Regions from separate parts of the Mus musculus genome. Here regions 1, 2 and 3 are each linked to region 4. The links are chromatin contacts, called in public promoter capture Hi-C maps. All regions are on one chromosome and are shown on one strand. Each heading gives the region's core, a stretch centred on a gene start, on an enhancer-like site or on the middle of the called end of the contact. The rest is flanking DNA. Distances are from core to core; before and after follow the strand shown.

Evidence for each region. Promoter capture Hi-C pulls out the DNA fragments that hold promoters and counts their contacts.
Region 1: a contact with region 4 is called in a promoter capture Hi-C map of pre-B cells, with 3 times the contacts expected there. The contact joins the promoter of Cep72 here to the promoter of 1700037F03Rik in region 4. A contact is called at or near these places in 3 of 39 promoter capture datasets (cranial neural crest, liver and pre-B cells) and 1 of 115 datasets of contacts at active chromatin or transcription factors (astrocytes).
Region 2: a contact with region 4 is called in a promoter capture Hi-C map of pre-B cells, with 3 times the contacts expected there. The contact joins the promoter of Trip13 here to the promoter of 1700037F03Rik in region 4. A contact is called at or near these places in 1 of 39 promoter capture datasets (pre-B cells), 1 of 484 Hi-C or Micro-C datasets (pre-B cells) and 1 of 115 datasets of contacts at active chromatin or transcription factors (thymic regulatory T cells).
Region 3: a promoter capture Hi-C map of embryonic stem cells shows a contact between it and region 4, with 2.4 times the contacts expected there. The contact joins the enhancer-like site here to the promoter of 1700037F03Rik in region 4. A contact is called at or near these places in 2 of 39 promoter capture datasets (embryonic stem cells and hippocampal neurons), 3 of 115 datasets of contacts at active chromatin or transcription factors (embryonic forebrain, embryonic stem cells and epiblast stem cells) and 2 of 9 other capture datasets (adipose tissue and liver).

Annotation. Positions count from the first base shown.
Region 1 is chr13:74,060,965-74,063,664 of GRCm38.p6, reverse strand. It overlaps Cep72 (centrosomal protein 72), which reads left to right and starts at 1,380. Exons shown (of 12, transcript NM_028959.3): 1 at 1,380-1,481. The coding sequence starts at 1,403.
Region 2 is chr13:73,936,293-73,939,072 of GRCm38.p6, reverse strand. Trip13 (thyroid hormone receptor interactor 13) reads left to right here and starts at 1,306. Exons shown (of 13, transcript NM_027182.2): 1 at 1,306-1,583. The coding sequence starts at 1,492. Brd9 (bromodomain containing 9) reads right to left here and starts at 1,245. Exons shown (of 16, transcript NM_001378947.1): 1 at 1,128-1,245; 2 at 425-639; 3 at 76-208. The coding sequence starts at 1,179.
Region 3 is chr13:74,600,708-74,603,407 of GRCm38.p6, reverse strand. No RefSeq gene overlaps it. Among named protein-coding and RNA genes, the nearest start is that of Gm46430, 15 kb to the left of the region's middle. Within about 2 kb of position 1,432, at least 6 of the 459 cell types and tissues checked have an H3K27ac peak or open chromatin away from gene starts, as enhancers often do. A contact at or near this core is called in embryonic stem cells, where this site is marked.
Region 4 is chr13:75,705,706-75,708,587 of GRCm38.p6, reverse strand. It overlaps 1700037F03Rik (a long non-coding RNA gene), which reads left to right and starts at 1,431. Exons shown (of 3, transcript XR_873683.1): 1 at 1,431-1,509. Ell2 (elongation factor for RNA polymerase II 2) reads right to left here and starts at 1,104. Exons shown (of 12, transcript NM_138953.2): 1 at 791-1,104. The coding sequence starts at 937.

The DNA.
Region 1 (2,700 bases), core at 131-2,630, 1.6 Mb after region 4:
ATGTCCTACAGAGAGAGCATACAAAAAGAAGCACAAGCCTTATACATGGCAACAGTGGCTCTTCTTACCCCATCTCAGACAGCTGATGAATGCCAAGGTTGGGAGCAGCATGGGGGGGGGGTGTGTATGTGAGATCAACAGAATGTTCTGGGTAGGACTGCCTGCCAACTCTCCAGGTAGTAGGGAAGACCAGGCTGTGGGACTCCAGCTAAGGAAGGTTCCTGCTAACCTCCAGGTCTAGTTGGGAAAGCTTTATGAACTATGAGGCAGAAGGGATTGTTCCTGATGTGACCCAGCCTGGCTCATCATCTCTATCTCCGAGTCACAACACTGTTCCTTGCTCTGTGTCTTCACCAGCACCAAATCAAGTTCAAGTGCTGCTGGCTCACTCCTAAACACCTCAAATGGAACTTAAGGACATAAAACAGCTTAAATGCATGTAGGTTTGGCCACAGTCTAATGTTACCACGGCAGATGGTATTTAATAAACCACCGGAAAGAGTACTTGGTAGTAATTAATCATTAGCATAACCTTTTACTGAGGCTTGTAAGAAATCATAGGCTTGTAGGAATCTTTGCAGGGTGCAAAGCTAATCCTTGTCCCTCTTTCTTCAGTGAAGATGTAAAACGTTAGTAAACAGAAACGTTACTTCCCAAGTTTCTACTGGCACTTTCATTGCAGTAGAAAAGCTGGTCTTGGGTCTGTCCCTGACAGACCATCCGTCTCCCCAAGGTCCCACTTGGACTCTGATCTTGGTCAGAGAAAATAGAATAAGAGAGGGTGATTGAAATCTGTGTTGTGTCCTGAGGCGCCACATGTCTTAGATGGCAAGCATACAAGCCTTAATTTGCTTCTGAAAAGCTTAGTTATCTCTCCAATGCCTGGAAGTTATTAGTAGACCCCAGGTTTGATGAAAGGACTTTCAATGTGTCTTAGTTAGGAGAAATTTTTTTTTTTTTTTTTTTTTTTTTTTGCACACAGCCTGTCTCTCCAGCCACATGATGAGAACTTTTGGAAGTGCGTGGGGGTTGGCGGGGGGGGGGGGGGGGAGCATCTCAGGGGCTGGGACAGGAAGAAACCTTAGGAGAGAAGGCTCCTGGAGGGAGTAGGAAATGAATGGAAGTGGGAGTAGGTGCGAATGCCCCGGGCACTAACAGCTGTTTCCACAAACCGCACTGAACGCAATGGGGTTGTCCTGGGGAGGAGCCAGAGCAGGGTGAGGTTGCACTCAGAGCTCAGCGGATTAGGATGGCTTGGGTGAACCTGTCCCAAAGAAAGTTTTAAACACAGCCGAAGCTCCGCCCACCCTCCTGGGCCCGCCCCTTGCAGGCTTGGTCCCGCCCGCCCGTTCCAGATCACGTCACAGCGCAGGCGCCGCGCGCCAGCGTCCGGTTTGAAAACATGGCGCCAGGCCAGCGGTTGGTTTTGTGTGAAGAGACTGTACGAGAGCGCAGCGGCCTGGGTCCCCACCGCGACCTGGGTGCGTGGGGGACAGACTGGGTTGGCCTGCCGGGCCTGATAGCTCTGCCTCCGTGCGAATGGCACTTGACCACAAACGGTCTCGGCCCGTGGGGCAAGGAGGCGGGGCCGGCTGGGCGGGTTTGTGGGGAAGGGCGTGGCTAAGGTCCTGGAGAGCCGGTGGACGCGGCCTGGGTTTTCTGTGGGACCGCGGTCAGGCTGAGCCCCCCGCTTCTTTTTTGCAGCAGCTTTCATCTGTCTTCCTGGGTTCCTACATGGCATTTCGCTTATGAAGATGCAGGTCTCTTTTTATATGGTTTGGACATCAAGGCCCCATTACGTTTTGAGCAAGAGATCGTGCGGAATTTGTGTTGTGATTTTTTTTTTTTCCTTTTTAACTTTTTTCCCCTGGACTTTGACAGGGAAACCACGCAGGCCTAGAATTTTCCATTGTTGAAGATTTTCGATTACCATTTTTTAAATTCGATTACGATTTTTAAACTTATAGTGGTTTCACCTAGAGTGCATTTTCGTTATCTAAATCGTTTTTTCTTGATTGTCAACCATATCTACATAGAACTGACTACAGCATTCTCTTACTATTTTATTAATGCTTGTGGGGCCTGTAGGGATATTCCCCATTTTCATAAATGGTACTTAATCTGGCTCTATCTTTCAGTCATGTTGGAGATATACGGTTTTTGGTCATGCCAAAGACACCACTTTTGGGTTGGTTGATTTGTCTTCACTGTTTTTAAATTTTACCTTTTTCTCTGTGCTTGCTTTGCATTTATTTTCCTCTTTAGATTCTAGAAGTGAAACGTGTGGATTAAAGCTTGTTTTATAATTTAAATCTCTTAATCTGTACATTTCTCTTTACGTATCACATAGCTGCACACACTAACACATTTGTTAGTGTTTATATTTCTACTGTGTGTTAAGGTACTGGAGATAGAACATAGGGCTTTGCATATGCTAAGCAAATGCCCTGTCATGGGACTTCACCCCAAACGTTTTTTTAATTTTTCAAGTGTGTTATTAAGCCAAGATGACCTTGATCTCCATTTTTAACGGAACCTGGCCTTGGAATTTTAGTCCGACACTCAAGTGGCTAGGATTGCAGGCAGTTGCCACCATGACTGGTTCTAATTTTCATTGATTTTAATATGCTTTTCAAATATCCCTTTAGGTATCTTCTTAGACCTCCAAATTATTTAGTGATTGCTCACATTTTTATTCTT
Region 2 (2,780 bases), core at 57-2,556, 1.8 Mb after region 4:
GTGAAATGTCCCCAACAACTAGATAACCACGCTATAGACAAGGTAGGAAACTCATGTTTGGGGACAGGGTCTTGCCTGGCTGTGTTCGGCAGGCTCTCACTGGTCGGTCTGGGGGTGGCTCCACCTCCACCTTCTTTCCAGGGTCGAAAGCATCAGCCTCCCCCTCTGAGTCGCAGTGTTCCTTCTCCCGTTTCCGTTTCTTCTCTTCCTGTAAGTATGGAAGAATAGAGGGCACAGAACAGCCAGAACCCTTTTAGACTGGTAATGCAGGCTCCGCACACGTCTGCGCATTCCCCAGACTGGGAAGAAGAGCCACTCCTGACACCTGACAGGCATCACCTGAAGATGCCCTGGAAGCCCAGAACTGCAGCAACGGTATAGCCAGGCGTGATTAGGGACCCATCTTAGGCCATTGAACCTTTACCTTCCGCTTCCTCCTCTCCTCCTCATCGAGGTGCTTCTCCTTCTCTGACTTTTTCTTCTTCTTTTTCTTCTTTTCTCTGTGTCTCTCCCGTTCGTGGTCTGAGCGATCGTCGTAGTAGCTGGAGTCGTGGCCAGATCCTGAGAGCTCTGTCACTTCACTTCCTCCCACCTTGAGCACCAGCTTCAGAGGCTTCTCCAGTGGCGTGTCTGTATAATCTGCACACAGACCGTACGTAGGTCAAGCTTGCAAAATACTGAGTAGAAATACTGCACCCCTGTGGGTGTGAATCTAGACAGCAAGGAGTTGTCAAAACCACAGACTATGTAATCTCAAACTGACAGATTGGTGTTCAATCCTCTCTTTCAAACCACAAAATCACCACTGAGGATATTCCGAGGGTACAACAACCCGACCTGAGACCCAGGACCCCAATTCCTTCACGGAAGCCCTCTTTTTGCTGCGGGTCTTCCTGGTGTCAGAGAGGAGGTACATAGTGGCTACAGGACCCAAAAAAGAAGCCTATAGCCTCTTCGCAGCAGATTCCCTTTTTCAGCTCTAACCCCGCCCCTCCTACGATTGTCCACTACCTGGCTCTAAGCTCCTCCTTCTCACGGGACCCCGCCCAGCACAGACCACGCCCTTCCCCTGGAACGCCTTCCCCTGCCCGTATCGGCAACCTAGACCCCGCCCGTGGGATCCGCACCTTCGTAGGACGAGCGCCATTCCGCCTTGTGCTTCTTGTGCTTTTTGCCCATGGCTGAGATAGCACGGGATCCGGTGAGAAGCGGCTGCCGGTAGCTCGACCTGCGCCAGTCGGAAGTAGCGCCTTCGCCACCGCCAAGTGCTTCCGGGTCAGGGTGGGGCGGTGCGCAGCGCGCGGCAGATTCGAAGCTCGGTGGGGCGGGGCGGGTTGCAAAGCGCCGAGCGGCTCGGGCGGCGGAAGTGGATTTGGCCGGCCCTTAGCCAAGGTGGATCCTCCTACATCGGAGAAGGCTGTCGCACAGGGCGCAGGGAGGCGACCGCGGCCTCACTCCGGCGGCATTCCCTCGGCTCCCGGCGGCGGCGCCATGGACGAGGCGGTGGGCGACCTGAAGCAAGCGCTTCCCTGTGTTGCCGAATCGCCCGCGGTCCATGTGGAGGTTCTGCAGCGCAGCGGAAGGTGAGCGTATATACGGAGTCCGACCACGCGGGGCGCGACCTGATCCGACCCCACCACGCGTGACTCCGAGTGGCACGACCTTACCCCAACTCTTAGGATTCCACCCCACAGCGTCCCACCCCTCAGTACGGCCCCACTTCGCACGACCTGAACAGCCTGACATGAACCCACCTAGTATGACCCAGCACACCTCCACCCCACTTCAGTTGACCCTAACAGCATGATCCGACTTTGCCCTCCATCCCACCACACATTACTCTTGAGTTTCACCTCTCACATTGCCGCATATCCCATCCAGACCCTACCACCATCCCAGACTATCTGGCAGGACCCCACAGCTCTCAACTGACTGGCCTATGGAGCACAGCCTAACGATGAGCTCCATGTAATAGGACCTGCTAAGCGACAGAAGTGATCTCCAGTCAATTAGGGGTGCAAGGAAGTGCAGTGTCAGTAGAGCAAGTATTTAATTTGCAAAGCCAGAATCCAGTGGCAAATTTCCTGTTACAAAGATTATGTACGTACTCCAGGTTAGACCCTACAGCTATGCATTTTCAGGTTTTCCTTAAAAGGGCTGCTAACATGGATTGAATGCTCATAATGTTTCAGGCTTGTCTCAAACACTGAATTTTTATTAATTTTCATAGTAGTGTGTGAAGAACTAGTGGCACCTCCTTTTTCTAATTAGCCTGAGGGTGGCTGATGGTATGACTGCAGGCCTGGGACCCTACAGTTGATCCTAAGACAGTACACTGCCAAGCCCCATCTTGACTAATGACTTTCTTGTATATGTCTGAGGTCTGAGGGAGGGAAGGTGTGTGTCTGTGTGTGTGTGTGTGTGTGTGTGTGTGTGTGTGTGTGTGTGTCTGAGTGTCTGTGTTTGAAACAAGTTCTTCTGTCTCAGCTTGCATGCTGAAATTACAGCCAGACCTAGCTATACTTTAGTGGGGTTTTTTTTGTTTTTTTGTTTGTTTTTGTCGTTTTTGTTTGTTTGTTTTTTGGTTTTTTTTTTTTTTTCTTGGTTTTTCGGAACAGGGTTTTTCTGTGTAGCCCTGGCTGACCTGGAACTCACTTTGTAGACCAGGCTGGCCTCGAACTCAGAAATCCGCCTGCCTCTGCCTCCCAAGTGCTGGGCTTAAAGGCGTGTGCTACCACGCCCAGCTTTTAGTGTTTTTCTTAACTAAGATATTTTATATA
Region 3 (2,700 bases), core at 183-2,682, 1.1 Mb after region 4:
AATCAGTCACAATAAAAATGCTTTACTCATTATGTATGGAGACAATTTCACATTACATAAATAGTTATACCTCTTCCCCCGATAAAACTACTGGCCAGCCATGTCCTCTTTTTTTTTTTTTTTAATAAAGAATTAGTATCATTTTAAAAGTTTTGCTGTGATCACTTTAAGTGTATCTATAGGCATGAAGGTAGTTGCATTTTAATTTAGAAATAGGGAAGAAGCTCCATGCTGGATCTTTAAATTATTATACTGTTTTTAAATAAGACTTTAGTGGTTATGAATATTTTTTAAATTATTAAACTGTTTATGTCAGTATAGTTATACGTATATGTATGTATATGTACATATATATATAATATTTAAAAGCGCATACTCATTATCCTTATATGAGTAAGGACAGTGTTCACTATGAACAACATTTTCTGCTCTATGAGTAGTAAACTCTTTAAAAGTAATTCAGAGTGGCGCACGCCTTTAATCAAAGCACTTGGGAGGCAGAGGCAGGAGGATTTCAGAGTTCGAGGCCAGCCTGGTCTACAGAGTGAGTTCCAGGACAGCCAGGGCTACACAGAGAAACCCTGTCTCAAAAAAACAAAACAAAACAATATGTAGTTCAGAGTCTAATATATGTCTATGAGGGTAGCAGGTTTCTCTGAACTTGGGATTCTGCACATTCCACTTGTATAGATCAGTAGTGGAAAAGGGGATGTGTGCCCTGTACTGTCTTCCCTTGCCTATCCAAAATGGTGGGCGTGGGAGGGACAGTTGCTCAAAAGGGCAGTGCCATTGTGGTAGAATCTGTCTATCTTGTAGTGCGGGCACCTGTGTGAAGAGGGCTAGAATGATGTAAACCTCTTCCCCAGGGCCTGGACCAGCATCTGCCATTTACAAGGGATGGGTGTGAACCAGGATAGAATGATAAGGCGCCAGGAAGGAATTTTCCTCCAGAGCTGGAGGGAATTGGACTGCTGGCTTAAGATTCTTTGAGAGCTCCATCAATTTGTACTGTAAGGTCATTGGGATAGGTGGTAGGAAAGGCTTTAGCTACTTATGGGGCTCTCCACCAGATACTGCCAGACCATGTTGTTTGGAACCTGGTCAGGGTGCCCAGGATTTACATACACAATACTTTGAACCAAGTAGATAGTAGGAAGGTGGAAAGTGTGTGCTTCCGGCCAACCCACTTTAAAAGCAGGCCATTCTTTCCAGGAAAAAACCGGCCTGTGTTTGCACTGGTGTTCTCTGACTCCAACAGAAAGGAGTCCAGAGACAAGAAGGCAGCCTATCCCTGGAGCGGGCTCTCCCAGCTGGGAAGAACCTGATAGCTTCCATCAGAACCTGTGTCAGAATGGAGCTCTCTGCAACTGCATCTGAAGGGAGCTGGAGAGCACCTCTCATCCCCAAGGCCAGGAGGAAGTTACCAGCTTGACTGCCCTACCTCCTTTGGCCTTCAGGTTGTGAAGACAAAAGAAATCACCCCACAGAGAGCAAGACAAAAGGCTACTCAGAACTTGACAAAGTCAAGATACACACAGCAAACTCAGACACACCCTGACTTGCCCATTGCTAGGAGAGTCCATTGCTCTCAACAACAATAACAACCCTCTCTACTATCAAGTCAAGAGGGACCCCTTCGATTCCCTGCCAATGCACTAAATGTAATGGTCTGCAAAATCTCTGAAGGAAGGCCCCAGACTTAGTATGCAAAACCAAAGAATGTTTATTCTGAAAAACACAATAGCATTCAAGGATTTAAGGACTCAAGGACTTAATCATTCTCTAGAATGAGGACCCCACATAAACCAGGAGACTCTCTAGGAAGATTAGGTAATCTAAAATTGCATTGGTGGGCTCTAGCGGGTCAGCGGCCTGCATTCCTATGTCATGAACATTGAACCATGTGATGAAATAGGGCTACAGATGGCCCATTCTGAGATAAGACATTTCTCCGTTTTTGTGGTTATCCCCAGGCTGTACTTCGGGAGAGGGTTTTATGATCTTGTGCTGGATTTTATGGTCTGCTTCTAGAGCTGGTGTCTGAATACCTAGTTTCTGAGACTTATGGTCTGTTCTTGTAGTTGGTATCTTCCAGCGTGGACTCAGGCCTGGTCCTCAAAATGGAAACAATTGGGGTTTATATTACCCTTCTAAAACAACACCCAAGATCTGGACAACCTGCTGTGGCTGCTTATAACACAGACTGTTGCTTTTTTGTCTGAAAATGCACAACCTGAGAGAAAGGTATGGATAATATTTGGTGTCCTCTAATACATATGTCTAGACCCTGAACAATACCCAACCATAAAGCCTCTTTAAACATTTAAAATGATTTTGGGAATTAAAATTAAATCATTTCAACTTTCTCATTTTTTCTAGTGCTAAGTCTCAAACACTAGGACAAAGGGCTGAGGTGCTATTTAACAATTGAAAACAAACCTGGTTCTCAGGTTCTCCCTGACATTCCTCAGCTCCTACCCATTACAAGGTATGCCTGACTGGCCTATCCTCCCTCTAAGCCCAGAGGTTGGTCTGTCCTTCTCCCAGCTGCCCTTCCTATGTGATCCAACCATTTTAGTTACCTTGTCTTTTTCATTTTATTATTTGATATCTTGACTCATAGGTTATTTCTTCGCTATCAAACTAGATTGGAGTGTATTAAAATGCTGGATTATTGGGAAACTGCTCTGCGCACAATTG
Region 4 (2,882 bases), core at 182-2,681:
AGCACAGGACGCGGAGCGCCTTTCGGCTACGCGGAGCTTCTGAGAATTCCTTTCCCCAGACCCGGCCGTCTTGTTTCAGGCTCTAGTTGATTTTGAGTCTTCTGGTGTCTCTCCCGGAGATGAGGTGTCGGTTTGCGGCCACTCGGTATGCGGTGTGTCTCCGGGAACCCAACCCACAGAGCTGGAGTCCCCGAGTCCCCGAGAGTGCAAGGTGTGTCCCCCTCCCCCTCCTCGCAGCGCCAGTGTCCCGGCCTTCCCGAGTACACCATGTACACTCTCGCCTGCAATAGGGGTGCCAGTGTCTCCGAGTCCCTGAGAGTACTAGTTATGTCTTCACCCCCACGGAGTGCCGCTGCCCCTCGCTCAGCGACTCAGCCATCCCTCCGCGTTTCCCAGAAAACTCTGACCGCTCGCGGCCTCCGACCCTCGCTTCTTTACTGGTAGCTCCGTGCGCCCCCTCCGAGGGTAAGGCGATCGCCACACTTCTCTCCCAAAGGACCCGGTTCCTCCTCCGGACCAAACAAGCCAGAAACCCCGCGGGCGGCTGTCGGAAAGTCCCGCAGCGGCCGCGCAGCCCCGGCCAGGCCGACCCCGCCACAAGGGGCCGCCCGCCCGCGCCCTCGATCCAGAGGCCCCGGACCGCGGCGTCGGCGCCCGCGGCTGGCCTCGTTCCCTTCGGCGGGTGCGGAGGCAGCAGCGGGAGCCAGCGCCCCACCGGCGCGGCGCCAGGCGCCCGGCAGAAAGATCAGTGGCCGCCGCCTCCCCGAGCGCTGCCCGGCCGGCCGCTCACCTTGTGGCTCTGGTAAGTCTCCAGCGCCCGGATCGCCGTCTCGGTGAGCTTCACATGCAGCACGGTGATGTTGTCCTGCCCCAGCCGCCCGCACGCCAGCCCGTACCGCTGCTCCTCCCGCAGTCCCGCAGCCCCCCCCGCCGCCATCTTAAACTCCCCGGGGTGCCACCGCGGACGCCGCTCGGGCTCCAGCCTCCACTGCGGCCGCGGCTGCTCGGGCTCCTGCAGCCGCCGCCACAGCTACGGCCATCCCGCTGCTGACGTACTGTCATATACTGCGCGCAGCTAGACCTCGGGCTTCCACAGCTGCGGGCCGCCCCACCCTCGAGCCCGCACCCCGCCCTGGACTCTGTTCATTGGTCTGAATCCCCACAGAGCCTCCCTCATTGGCTGCTCTTCACCTCAAGGGGGCGGGGCCCAAAGTCGCAGGAGTTTTGCTCTCAGGACGGGACGTCCGACAGAGGAGAGGTTGACGTCGGGGTGACGCGTCGAGTTAATCTTATCTGACGTCATGTCTCGTCTTGGCTCTCCTGCGGCGATTGGCTGGACCGATTTGGGGCAGAACCCTGCTAATTGGGTGTCAAGGTTACCAAGTGAGCCTAAGTCGGAGCCCCGCCCCTTGAGAGGTAATAGTGGACCGAACACATAGGTCAACCTGTTCTTGCGGTACGAAGTGAAGATCCCCATTCGGTAGGGGTGAAGGCAGGACAGATGACCAAGTACGGATTTTGTTTCCTGACAGCTGCACAAGCTTTGGGTCTTGATATGCTCTGTGGTGCAGACACCGTAGGCTGTCTCAAGAGAGCTTTTCCTTAAAAGGAAGTTCAGTACTGGGGTGGCACAAAGGTTTATTTATTTGTTTGTTTGTTTGTTTGTTTGTTTATTTTTAATTCCAGACTTGAAATTACCAAGTCAGCTGTAGTCTTCAGTAGTTGTGTGAGACTGTGTGGAAAACTTAAGCACAAAATTATACCAGTGCATTAAATGTGTTTTGAGTGGTGGTCATGATACAATAAATAGAGTTGGACCTTAGAGTCTTTCAAAATCAACTCATACATGTATGTGACTTCAAAGGAATAGAATATGCACTGGAGCTCATCATATGATCAGGGTTATGCCTTTTTATGGGTCATGGGGAAACCATACTGTTCGGGGTTTCTTCTTTCAAAGGCCCTTGAAGAGTATAACTGACCTTGAGGTAGGTAAAAAGAAACAATGATACCACCCATTCTCTGAGTCTTCTTTGAGATCTGTGTCTTTCATTGGTTTTATTTAGGCTAGGAGGTCTTACTGAGTTTAAATGGAGGAGGTAGAGGCCAAAGTGTAAGGAGGCTTGGCTTAGTTTCCACTTCAGTTTACACTGTGTGTGGGCATGGCTAAAGGAGGGTGCCTACAGCAATCCTCTTTAAGCTGTGTGCGGATAGACTAGATAGGTTTCCCCTGAGAAGGTCAATTAATTGGCTGATCAGAAACACAAGACAAAAAGCAAACAATTGCCAAGTTGAGGCTGGGAGATTGACTGTGGAAGGTAGGTTCTAGGCCCGCCTGGGCTTCAAACCAAGCCCTGTCTCAGAAAACAAGAGCAAAAACTAAACAAACAAACAAACAAGTGAAAGATTTAAAAGCAGGGATAGGCACTCTGTACAAATATCCCTTTTTGGCCGGGCGTGGTGGCACATGCCTTTAATCCCAGCACTCGGGAGGCAGAGGCAGGCAGATTTCTGAGTTCAAGGCCAGCCTAGTCTACAAAGTGAGTTCCAGGACAGCCAGAGCTATACAGAGAAACCCTGTCTCGAAAAACCAAAAAAAAAAAAAAAAAAGAAGATATCCCTTTTTGTTTTAAAAATCGAGACATTCATTATTGTAAAGCCCTACCATCGTCTTTCTGGATTTTTTTTTTTTTTATAGATATTTACATGGTATTTTTCTAGCTTTTAAATACAATTTGGGCTATAATTGCCTTTAATTCTATATTCACCCCACACCTTAGTAAATCCCCCCTTTTCCAGACCCTCAAGCATTCTATGAATGCTTGCTATGAAAGTCTCAGAAGGAATTCTTTCTGTAGTGTGGTTATTAAATAAAAGTCTGA